3 separate regions of the Hordeum vulgare genome follow, and regions 2 and 3 are each linked to region 1. A link is a contact called in public Hi-C data. All regions are on one chromosome and are shown on one strand. Each heading gives the region's core, a stretch centred on a gene start, on an enhancer-like site or on the middle of the called end of the contact. The rest is flanking DNA. Distances are from core to core; before and after follow the strand shown. Region 1 holds the start of LOC123445096. Region 2 holds the start of LOC123445095 (MLO-like protein 1). Region 3 holds the start of LOC123440627 (NAC domain-containing protein 22-like).

What was found. Hi-C and Micro-C count contacts between places; a contact is called where the count stands out from the background.
Region 2: a contact with region 1 is called in a Hi-C map of leaf, with 6 times the contacts expected there. The contact joins the promoter of LOC123445095 here to the promoter of LOC123445096 in region 1. A contact is called at or near these places in 4 of 6 Hi-C or Micro-C datasets (leaf and seedling).
Region 3: a Hi-C map of leaf shows a contact between it and region 1, with 4 times the contacts expected there. The contact joins the promoter of LOC123440627 here to the promoter of LOC123445096 in region 1. A contact is called at or near these places in 4 of 6 Hi-C or Micro-C datasets (leaf and seedling).

Annotation. Positions count from the first base shown.
Region 1 is chr3H:562,455,447-562,459,127 of MorexV3_pseudomolecules_assembly, forward strand. It overlaps LOC123445096, which reads left to right and starts at 1,690. Exons shown (of 15, transcript XM_045122029.1): 1 at 1,690-1,866; 2 at 1,957-2,041; 3 at 2,501-2,739. The coding sequence starts at 1,775.
Region 2 is chr3H:562,275,148-562,278,828 of MorexV3_pseudomolecules_assembly, forward strand. It overlaps LOC123445095 (MLO-like protein 1), which reads right to left and starts at 2,050. Exons shown (of 13, transcript XM_045122025.1): 1 at 1,757-2,050; 2 at 1,589-1,646; 3 at 1,260-1,453; 4 at 343-459; 5 at 189-243; 6 at 1-47. The coding sequence starts at 1,888.
Region 3 is chr3H:562,293,878-562,297,558 of MorexV3_pseudomolecules_assembly, forward strand. It overlaps LOC123440627 (NAC domain-containing protein 22-like), which reads right to left and starts at 1,833. Exons shown (of 3, transcript XM_045117190.1): 1 at 1,242-1,833; 2 at 868-1,136; 3 at 1-324. The coding sequence starts at 1,488.

The DNA of each region.
Region 1 (3,681 bases), core at 440-2,939:
ATGGATCGTGTTGCCGGATTTTTTTTTACAACATGAGTCGCGGGATTTGTTTTGCAACATAGGTCATGTTGCGGGAGCTAGCCTCAGTGGTATCTAGCCTTTGGTTGGTTTGCAACAAGGAGCTAGTTGAAGAATCTCTTTTTGAAACATGGACCAGTTGCACAACATGGAGACCGACTATCTGACGGAGCTCATCCAGCAGACATGAAAGTGATGAACGTTCATGTAAGATCGGTCGGTTGAATGGAATAATTTTCCATATAATAATAATAATGAGTGGATAATTCTTCCAAAATGCATCTAAGAATAAAACTGAGCAGAAATGCATAGCCAATCACACGCAATTTATGAAAGGGAGGAAGTACTATCTATTAATAGAAGGGAAATTCAACATGTATCTTTTTCATTGTTGAAGAAATCGTTAACTAACAGCTGCTCGGTTGGCTCGTGAGTAGGGGGTTAATAAGCTAATCGATAAGTTAATTGGCCATCTAATCAATTAATCGAATGATTTTTTTGGTTTATCGGCTACTCGGTAACTCTATGAGTAGGGATTAATCGGCAAGTTAACTGGTTAATCGGATGAATTCTTGAACAAGGATCTTTTTATGGAGCGGCACGCCATCTGCCTTTGGATCGACGACGGCGGCATGGAGGGCGTGGTGGCCTCGTTGGCGGCACCTTCGGTTAGATCTGTTCTAACCAGTGTAGTCGATGATGGTGGTCATCTCTTCCGTTAGAGGTGGTCGGCCTGCGGCTGGGTGATCAGATCTCGAGATTCGAGATTCGTCATCTAGTCCCGACTACGAGTCGGGGAGACATAGTTGCCGGTGAAAACCGTGCCTTTGGCGGGTGATGGCGGCATTTGGCGTCGTTGCCTTGATGAAGGCATCGTCGTGCAACTGTTGTCGATCCACTCGTGTTGCTTCGGGGGAAAGCCTAGGATATGGTCTTACAGGTCGGACGATGGCGGTATTATGGTGTCGTTTATTTATTGGGACATCGTTTGTGGAGCAGCGTTAGAAGACAGAGGCATGAGATGGAGCTGCTTCATCTTGCACGGAGCTTCGATGGAGCTGTCAAGTCATGTCTGGCCGACATATGCTACACCGAGTCATGCCTGATTGGTAGGTGCTACGCACGGCAGATCTTTCAGAGTCTTCGCGTTTGGACGGATGAGCGCAAGGCGGTGGCGCTGTTGGACGCCGTGGTGGCGTCGAGGGATGTCTGGACTGACAAGGATGATGCAGATATCTCTCTTGAAGATGGGTCAGTGGTCCGATGATGAGGGCGACTTCTAGAACGTGTGCATGTGATTTGCTTTAGGTACGCTGCACCTGCTATTGGTCCACATACGTAATGTGGATGGATTGACGATGACACTGGTTTTAGATGTAAGGAGTAGGATCACTCTATATTATTGAGTTTATCGGTGTGAGTGATGATTTTGGGTTGATTGACGTATATTCTTATACATTTGTGCAATAAATAATAAAAATGATTGCATGCATCGATTGATGCAGATAAGGTGGTTTAACCTTCTTTTAGAAAAAAAACTTTTCGAATTAATGTAAATTCTGAGTGAAGGCCTTGCTGCTAAAGTCGCCCTGTGGAGCCCGCCGTAGTGGAAAAGGTTGGCAGCCATGTGGGGACTGGGGACCTCGTTTGGGTAAAAGGAGGACCCAGCACAAACAGAGCAAGCTTAGCTATAGTAGCGAGGACCCAGCACAAACAAGCAAGCTCAGCTGACGAACAGCTTGGGTGGTCTGTCTTCATGGGGAAAAGGAGGAAACATGATCAGATAAGGGACGACGAGTCGAGCTCCTCCGATTCCAAGCGGTATAGGTCTTGCCACTGCCATAATAGGTTAGTAGTTTCCCTCCTCACTCCCTTTTGCTGTTGGCTCTGCTGTTCTCTCTAATTTTTCTTTGATTCCTTTTAACATACAAAATCCAGAAGGATGTTAAGTGAGGGGATGTCTCGGGAGGGCTTTTCAGATACCTTCTGTGACGCAGTAATCGAATTGAAAGACGTTATACGGGTATCTTCTATCTCTTGATTCACCGGAAAACTGGACTGTTTTTTTTTCTCTGTCGAAAAATATTGCACTGATTGGGCTTTTCTTTGCGCCAATGTTAGTTTGACACTCTGGATTAAGCTTGAACCCTATTTATTTGTACTAATAATATGCTCTTCTTGAAGACACAATAGCCTTAATCCAATCGTGTGATGGAATGCACAGCATATAAATCACCAGCGAGCTGGGTTATGGACCGTATGGTTATGATCTCACCTAAGTACGTTGTTTTTAATGCATACCAAAAGTTCAGGAATGCTTATCAGGAATCAGAATAGCTAAGGGGTGTCTCTTTTCGTCCCTGTCTCGATTATTTTTTACTCACTTTCTTTATAATTGACTAAGCAGTATGGACTTAATGCAAACTTTCAGCAATTTTTTTATCATAGACTGTGCCTATCTTTCAGTTTGTTCCCTTTATAGGTTAAAGTGGCCACAGAGGAAAAGTTTGAAAGAAAAATTAAAAAGCTTAAGCAAAAGAGGGAAAAAGACAAGAACGAACATAAGGAGGATATCAGAATACTCAAGGAAGATTTCACAATACTCAAGGAATATTTCAGAATACTGAAGGAATCTCATGAAGAGCTCAGATCAAAAATCCAAGAGATGCCAAAAGAAGGGTGTGCTGAAGTAAATCATTACGATAAATCTCCATCTCAGAGGTGAGGAGTTTCTTTAGCTATTGTTTGACCAGGATACTTAGAAGGGTGTGTCGTCGAAATGTGGACTCTATTACATCAGTCGTTATCATCATACGTGTGAGATGGTATTTGAGCTTAATGTGGATGGTAAATGGGCCCCATTTATAGAACTGGAAGACTGGATCCATTTTAAATTCTAAGAATAAAAGCTTGCACTGAACTTCTTCCAATGATCTGTTTACGATTTTAGATTTACCGAGTTAGGGTGCTCAAATATCGGGACACTTATACTACCTACCATACATGTTGATACAGTAGCACTTCCGATAGAAGTGTACCAAGTTAGGTGTGATATTATAAGTGATACAAACAATCTAAATGAAGACAAGTATAATGTGTACTTTCTTATATCATACTTTTTGAACCAAATTATAGGAGTGTACTAAATTTTGTTGAGCAATTCATGGAAACACAATTGTTCATATAATACAATCTACGGTCTAGTACTGATTATGTAGACAACATAGTATAATTTGAATATTTGAACCAAATTCTCTTATTTATGTTCCTGTTCTTTCTCAATCAGTTAGAAGCTTCTTTAGTCTAATTATCTACTTTAGGAAGGAGGACGTGTCAGAACTGAAATATGCATCCAAATAATAAGTGTTGCAGATAAGATGGGCCTAAGCTTCTTTACTACACTTATCTAGTTACGTTTTTTTTTAGAAAAGGAGGATTACCTCCGGTCTCTGCATCAACACGATGCATACGGCCACTTTATTAATAATAAGGAAAATAAATTGCGGTTCAACATAGTCTCCAGCAAAATAAATCAGAATGAAAGGTAAATATAAAAGTGCCACAACCGACAAAATAGGCCTAGATGTCTACTCATCTATCCTATTACTGGACTGCCATCCAAACCGGTTGAAGATATCCCGCGCTACCGTCTCCCATCGGGTA
Region 2 (3,681 bases), core at 800-3,299, 180 kb before region 1:
TTCCTTGATAAATTCAAATTGTTGAACCTGCGTCAACTTCTTAGGTCCTGCAGTTGCAGAGGGTTGCACAAGCCATAACTGGTATTGAGAAGGCAGCCTATTTTTCTTTAAATATCCATACATTTCTAGCACTAAGTTATTTCTAAGTAAAGGTATTGATTAGACCAAAATGCGGGGCAGCGACCGACCGTTTCCTGCATCGCTTTTATGAATTTCAGTCTCCCAGTGTTTCCATTGGCGAATCTGTGCAATAGAACAGTGTTGAAGTTAACTTGCAAACAAAGTCAATCACTAGTGCAGTTAAAAAACCATTAAACTAAAACCAATGTTATGAAGGTTTACCTTGGCTCCTCCTAAAACCATGGTCAGAACACTGAAAATCACATGGGTGATAGCCAGAACAAAAATGAAAATATGCAACTGATGTAACGCTTCGAGCGACAGCAAAGGAACTTTTCCCTGTAAACAGAAAAAACTGGAGTGAACACAAGGTTACCTAGGATCATTTACCCAGGATCAACCGACAGAAAAACCAAAACAGCTGTCTGAAATGTCTTATAAAAACGAACGGAGGGAGTAGCACAAAGATGAGATGGAAATACAATGACCATTGACTCTTTGTCTTTGTGCTCACCCACTTTTAAAATTCAGTGAGCAAGGTAACATCCGCAGTTGGCAACTGACTATATTTCTGTAGTGCTGCCATATGATTTTGGTACTTAGAACAACGTCCTTCTGTTTCAATATTTGAACTTGTGCTCTTCCACATTACTACCTTAAATGTTCAAACAACAAGCCTAAGTTGTGAACAATGCTTGATGGATACTATGTTACACATCAAGTTCCCAATCTATCACTGCATGTTACATGTTTCATGTAGTCCTTTAATTTAAATAACAAGCCTAATTTGTCAATAATGCTTGACGGATACTATGTTACACATCAATTTCCCAATTTACATGTTACATGTTTCATGTACATTTAAATTTAAACAGCAAGCCTAAATTGTCAGCAGTTTTCCTCTCTCAGGATGGATACTATCTTACACATCAATTTCCCAATTTGTTACATGTTCCATGTAGATGTAGTCATGCACTTTTCTTATTCTCCTATAATTTCCTTTAGTTGCAATGAGACGATAAAGAAAGACCACCCATGTGCACATACATATGCTATCCCAAATTAATGGCACTGAATTATACTGAAACTGTATGCATTACGAAACAAACGGTATTGCTTCAAACTAATGGCCCATCCACCTTGTTTCTGCAATGGTCGGACCGCGGCACACTCTTAGGAAGCAGCCGGCGACCGCCGAGAGCGGCAGCATGATGCCCCTCAGTCTTCTTGCAGGGCAGCAGGTAGTTGGTCCAGCTGGGAGGGATGCATGTCCTCTGGATCACATCTTGCGACACCGTCATCAGCAGAGAGATGAACCCCAGAAGCATCAGCTCTGCATCACACACACCCAAAGACAGTCTGAAACTGGAAATACAGCAGGCATCGTTTGTTGTCATGGATGAGGTACAAGTGGGATAAATGGAGCAGAGGGAAGATGAACATCTTAGCAGTTAGAATGCCACTGTACCTTCTTTCACCTTGAGGAGGGCCTCGAAGAGCGCCTTCTGGCGCTTCCTCTTGAGCGTCTGCATGCACCCCAAATTAAGCGCGTCAAGGCGAGGAGATATCATATCATCGGCGAAAACGACGTTGAGAAACACGGAGGAGGGCGATCGACGGGGATCGGGCGGGTCACCTTGCCGAGGTAATGGAGGCACCGCTCGGCGGCGAGGGAGATGGTGACGATGAGGGAGCAGACCACCGCGACGATCCACGTCGGCGTGTACTCCAGCGCATCCTCCGCCAACTCCCCGCCAGCGCCCTCCATAACCCCAGTCACCTCACCCGCCGCCGGCAGGCGATCGATCCGGCTCACCTACCGGCCATCTATCTGGCCGCGAAACGCACAGGAGGTCGACGTCGTTGGCGGGCGCGCCTCGCCGCAGGGTGGCGGTGGCCGGTGGAGCCGCTCGTTCGCGATCGGAAGTGCGGGCCTGGTCCGTTCCGACACCGGAGCGCGTCGATCGTGCTGTCCCGATCAAGAAAAGGGAGAAAAATCAAGTCCGATTCGGCCAGCGTCGGTCCGATGTTACTATCGTTTGGCCACTTCACTCGCTGCACAGCGCGCGCCCACGCGGCCGTGCCACTGTTTGGCGCCCGCGCCGTTCGCTCGCACGTACAGCGATCGCTCTTTTATTAGGCGTAGGGAGTATCATATAGACTCCCTCCGTTCCAAAATATAAATACTATCGTTTTTGAAATTTGGAATTTGATGAACATTTGTTTTCGATGTCAATTTTGTTTTCCAAAAAACAAATCACGAAAATAAAACAGAAAAATGAAAAAGAAAAAAAAATGAAGAAAAATCAGGTTACTACTAGATTTTACAAACTGGCGCCTGCAGTCGCGGCAGACGGAAAGGCCCAATCTGTTCTTCTTTTCCTATTCAAAGAAAATGTCAAAAATGTATAGGAAGGAGGAGTTCGAACCCTAAACTAATCGTTGCGAGCCCTAGGCTCTAACCAGCCGGCCAGTGGCGGAGCTTGAGCCGAAAACGTGGGGTGTCTATGGGCTTGAAGGGGGGGACCTTATTATTGGAAATACCGAACGTTTTTCTTTAAATGCCGAACTTTTTTAAAATACCAAACTTTTTTATAAAACCTGATTTTTTGAAGTTATATTTTTTTTTGGAAAAATGGCAACTATTTGAAATTTAAAACATTAAAAAGAAAGTTATTTTTCTAATTTGAAGCAAAAACAGTTTTCGAATACGGAGAACATTTATTGAAAATCAAGAACATTTTTGGAATTTATGGACAATGTTTGAAAAACAAAAATTTTATGAAATTTCGAACAATTTTGTAAAAGAAAGAACATTTTTCTAAATTTAGGAACAATTTGCCAACACAAACTTAGTTTAAAAAATGAACAAAATTTTGATATTTCGAACATTTTCTGAAAATACCAAACTTTTTTTCAAAATACCAAATTAAAATACGAAATGTAATCTGAAAATCCCGAACATTTTTTGAAGTTATGAATGTTTTTGAAAATGATAACTATTTGAAATTTAGAACATTGTTTTAGAAAGCTGAGTCATTTTCGAATTTTTGGTACATTTTTTCAAAATTCAGAACAATTGCTGAAAATCTCGAACATATTTTAAATTAATGAACAAAGTTCAGAAAACGACAATTGTTTGAAATTTGGAACATTTTTTAAATGCACGATTTTTTTTCGAAATTTAGGAACAAATTTAGGACATGAACTTCAATTAAAAATTAGACCAAATGTAGATATTTCCAACATTTTTTGAAGATACCAAATAATTTTCGAAAATACCAAACATTTTCCTAAAATACCAAACATTTTCATAAGAAACCTAACATTTTTTGAAAATCCCGAACAATTTTTTAAGTAGGAATATTTTTGAAAAACGACAACTATTTGAAATTCAGAACATTTTTTGAAAAAGGAAAAACTTTTTTGAATCTGAAAATCTCAAACATTTTTTGAAAATCCATTTTTTTGAGTTTATGAACAATGTTTGGAAAATGACATTTTTTTTGCAATTGGGAACATTTTTTAAAAGAAAGAACATTTTTTGAAATTTAAGAACAA
Region 3 (3,681 bases), core at 583-3,082, 160 kb before region 1:
CGACTGTAGGAATCCTAATGAGCCACCGGAGGGCTTGACGGTCTCTGCTACCTGCTGCCGTGGAGCAGCCGCCGGCCTGTGCGCCTGGGCGTGATCCGTAGTGATGGGCGCCGGCGGCGACGTGCACTCGCCTGCCTGGAGAAGGTGGAGCTTGGAAGGAGTCGGCGGCGGCGTGGGCGTGGACGTCGACGATGACCCTTGTCTGTTGTCCTGCCGTGCCTCAGCGCCGCGGCGGGAGGGCATCGTCGACCGCGCCGAGGAGGGGTGGCCGCGGCCGTCGTCGATGCCGGTGCGCTTGTAGACGCGGCAGAGAGAGATTTCTGTCTGCAAATTCATGTACGTACACGTAACACGTGAGAATCGTTCGGCAAGGAAAATGTGGCATGCGAAGAATTTAGGATCTATATACTCCGTTCATCTTCTGCTGAAAATTTAGTTGTAAACTCGATTAAGACTACAATTGATTCCGGTCAAAAAGATTGAGGAATCTAGGATGGAGTTCTAGGTTCCTCATTTCTTCAAGATGCTAGCCATGGTACTATAAAATAGGGGGATATCCAATCGAGTGCGTACTGCGTAGGTTTTTCATGGCAAGAGCACCAGGTGCAAGATAAGGTGAAGAAGATTGAAGCCCTAGCAAATTAAGTTGTAGATCTGAAAAGGCATATGCACTAGAAGTACAACAAAAACAAGATTAGAATTAATCCCCAAAATTGGTACCTCACAGCAGCACAAACCCTAGTTCGAGTCTTCTATATACTGGCTAAATTACTTTGCAAATTAATTAACCAGCTCATCAGTTTCTTGTGCAAATCGATAGATCAGGAGGAGAAAATCTACGAGATAGCATGGAATTATGGATACTACCTTGTGGTATCGGTCGGTGTCGGCGGTGGGGAGGCGGTACTCGTTCATGATCCAGCTGCTGCGGACGCCCTTGGGCGCCTTGCCGGAGTAGAAGACGAGCGTCTTCTTGAGCCCGATGGGGCGGCTGCTCTCCGCCCGGATCATCCTGTCCGCCCCCGTCGCCTTCCAGTACCCCGACGCCGTCACCCGGTTGGGCCGGTCCCCGTTCCGGTACTTGCGGTCCCTCGGCACGTAGAAGAACCACTCCTTCTCCCCAATCGCTGCCAGCGCTGCAGTCGCCGGCCGGCCGGTCAGCCACACGCACGCACAAGAAATTCAGCAGAAAGATCTGAATTCTGAAAGAGGCAATTGAATAGAGTGATATTGTCGCCGACCTGGGAGCTCCCAGGGGTCGTAGCGGTAGAGGTCGAGGAAGGTGATGAGCTCGACATTGAAGCGCTTGCCCTCCACCTTGCGGCGGAGGTAGAACTCGATGAGCTCCTCCTCCGTCGGGTGGAACCGGAACCCCGGCATCACCAGGTCGTCCTCGTGCGCGTCACGGCCGCCGCCCTCCTTAACGCCACCCGCGCCAGCTCCCGCCGCCGCCACCGCAGCGGCGCCGCCCTCGTATCTGCTGCTCATGCCGCCTCCCCAATTCGCATAGGTTGCTGGCTAGCGAGCTAGGGCAGCTGGGTGTTAGCTAGCTAGCTAGCTAGGCGAGCACGGGAGCAAGTTAAGTGGCCAGCTAGCTGCTTCCTTCGTCTGGCGAAAAGGAGCTCGGGCCGGCCGGGGTGCGCGTACGCAAGTGGAGAATCGAGCGAGAAGGAAGGGATAAGATTAGTGTTTGGGCCAATATATATCGATCGATCGGAAAGCACAAGGGATTAGCCGATCGTGGGATACGTATTGCTTTACCGTGCGTGAGTATTCACTGGGCGGCTCGCTCTCTAACCACTAGTCTATTGGGCTGGCTATAGCATCCCTAGCTACGCGCGCACAGTGGAGTGGCAACGGCGATATGTGAGCGAGCCCTGACGCATCACACACGGGAGGTGGAAAGCGACGGAGGAGCCGAGTTAAATAGGGGGAAAAGGACGCCTCAGGAAGAGTACAGCTATGGGCGGTTGCCCGCTTGCAACCCTGTGATTGTGCCCCGGTGAGGTGAGGGGAGTGATGGATGGAGTGCGTCTGCATTCTTTTCATTGATTAATGCGGTGGCTTTGGTGAGTTTGTGTAGCCTCCTCCTTGGGCTCTCTTGGGTCCACAATGTAATATGGTAAATATTCTCAACTTGAGCCAGAATAATAAGTTATTACGCACCCATAATGCATTTTTTTCTCTCATGTTGCACCAATTTATTATCCTTAATTGCATCTTGAATGTGGTTATTACTCTGCTGCATAAGGCTGGTTGTAATGGGGATACTAGTGTATGAATATCATACTCCCTCCGTCACGGTTTAAAAGGCACAGTTAAACTTGCGTGCGTTTTCTAAATAGATAAGGTTTAAGGCGCGAAAGCAATTACTCTTATTAGTCATGCATGCGCCCTTCCAATTTGCTGATTAGGCATTAGTACTAATATTTTCTCAGTTGATTAGGCCCATTAGCATTTACACCTGCTACATCTCACAACCAATCGATGAGTGCCTTGGTCCCAGAGATTTTCAAGCGTGCCTTCTAAACCATGACGGAGGGAGTAGGATAGTTCATTTATTGCAATGGATGAACATAGTAACACAATATTTAATATGATACGGTATCATGATATGATGCTCGATCTTTTCTTTCTTCATTTAATTCTATGCCACCTCATCAAAATTTAGTAGTTGGCATGCTTGATACTACATATGATACTCCCATTACGACCAGCCTAAATAACATAACTACAGTGTGGCATTGACATTTTGCTACCATCTCCATAAGTCCAAATGAGAGAGTTCCACTAGCACAAACAACATTTGCTAGAGCTAACCAGGGACTATGACCCCGCTAATTTATCACTGAGCCAAGCTTGTCTGCCCATTCTTCATAACAAGTGTTGAAACCGCAAATCACACATTATGTTTGAGTGTTTGTATATCCCCCGCTTCTGGTAGTGTACGGGTGGCTCATATCCTCTCCCGCCCCCATCCTCATGGTTTCATGCCCCGCCATTGTTGACTTGGTTGTTGATGCATGTAAGTTTCACATCAATGGTTGCCCGTGAACCCATGTCTACTTTGCCCCGTAGTCTCTCTTTTGAAGCTTCATGCTATAACACTATGTTGTTCCGCCCTTATATAATAAAAAGTTCAAGTCGGGGACATTTGCACTTGCTAGTGATTATTCGAAAAGGGTTTTGACTTCCGAGTTAATGTTTAGCATTGTTACACCTGCATCTAGTACCCCTAGTGGGTTTTGATTGTTCATGACTCCTAATGTGTTTGTTGAGTATACATAGATGATTACTCATTGAAGACATGGCTTAGTCGATGTATATCAACACCTAAAAATCGCGATGAAACACTGAAGAATTCGGTCTGCCGCCTGAAGCACTAGAAGATATACTGAAGTTCTTGGTTCCGGTTCTTTCTTGTCATCATTTTAGTGTAGTCATGCGGCATCACACGATTGCGGGGAAAATCACTTACCGGAAACAACAAGGAAAAGTTAGTTCTACAACACAAAGGAGTGGAGCACACCAACCATAAGCACAATGACCATTGCTTCTCACGTCCTGCTACAAAATCCTCCTCGACAAAACCCAACCAATCACTTGGAATTTTTCTCTCGGTCATCTTTACCCAAACCACCTACCACAACTACACAACCTCGACGATTCATTTTGCACCTA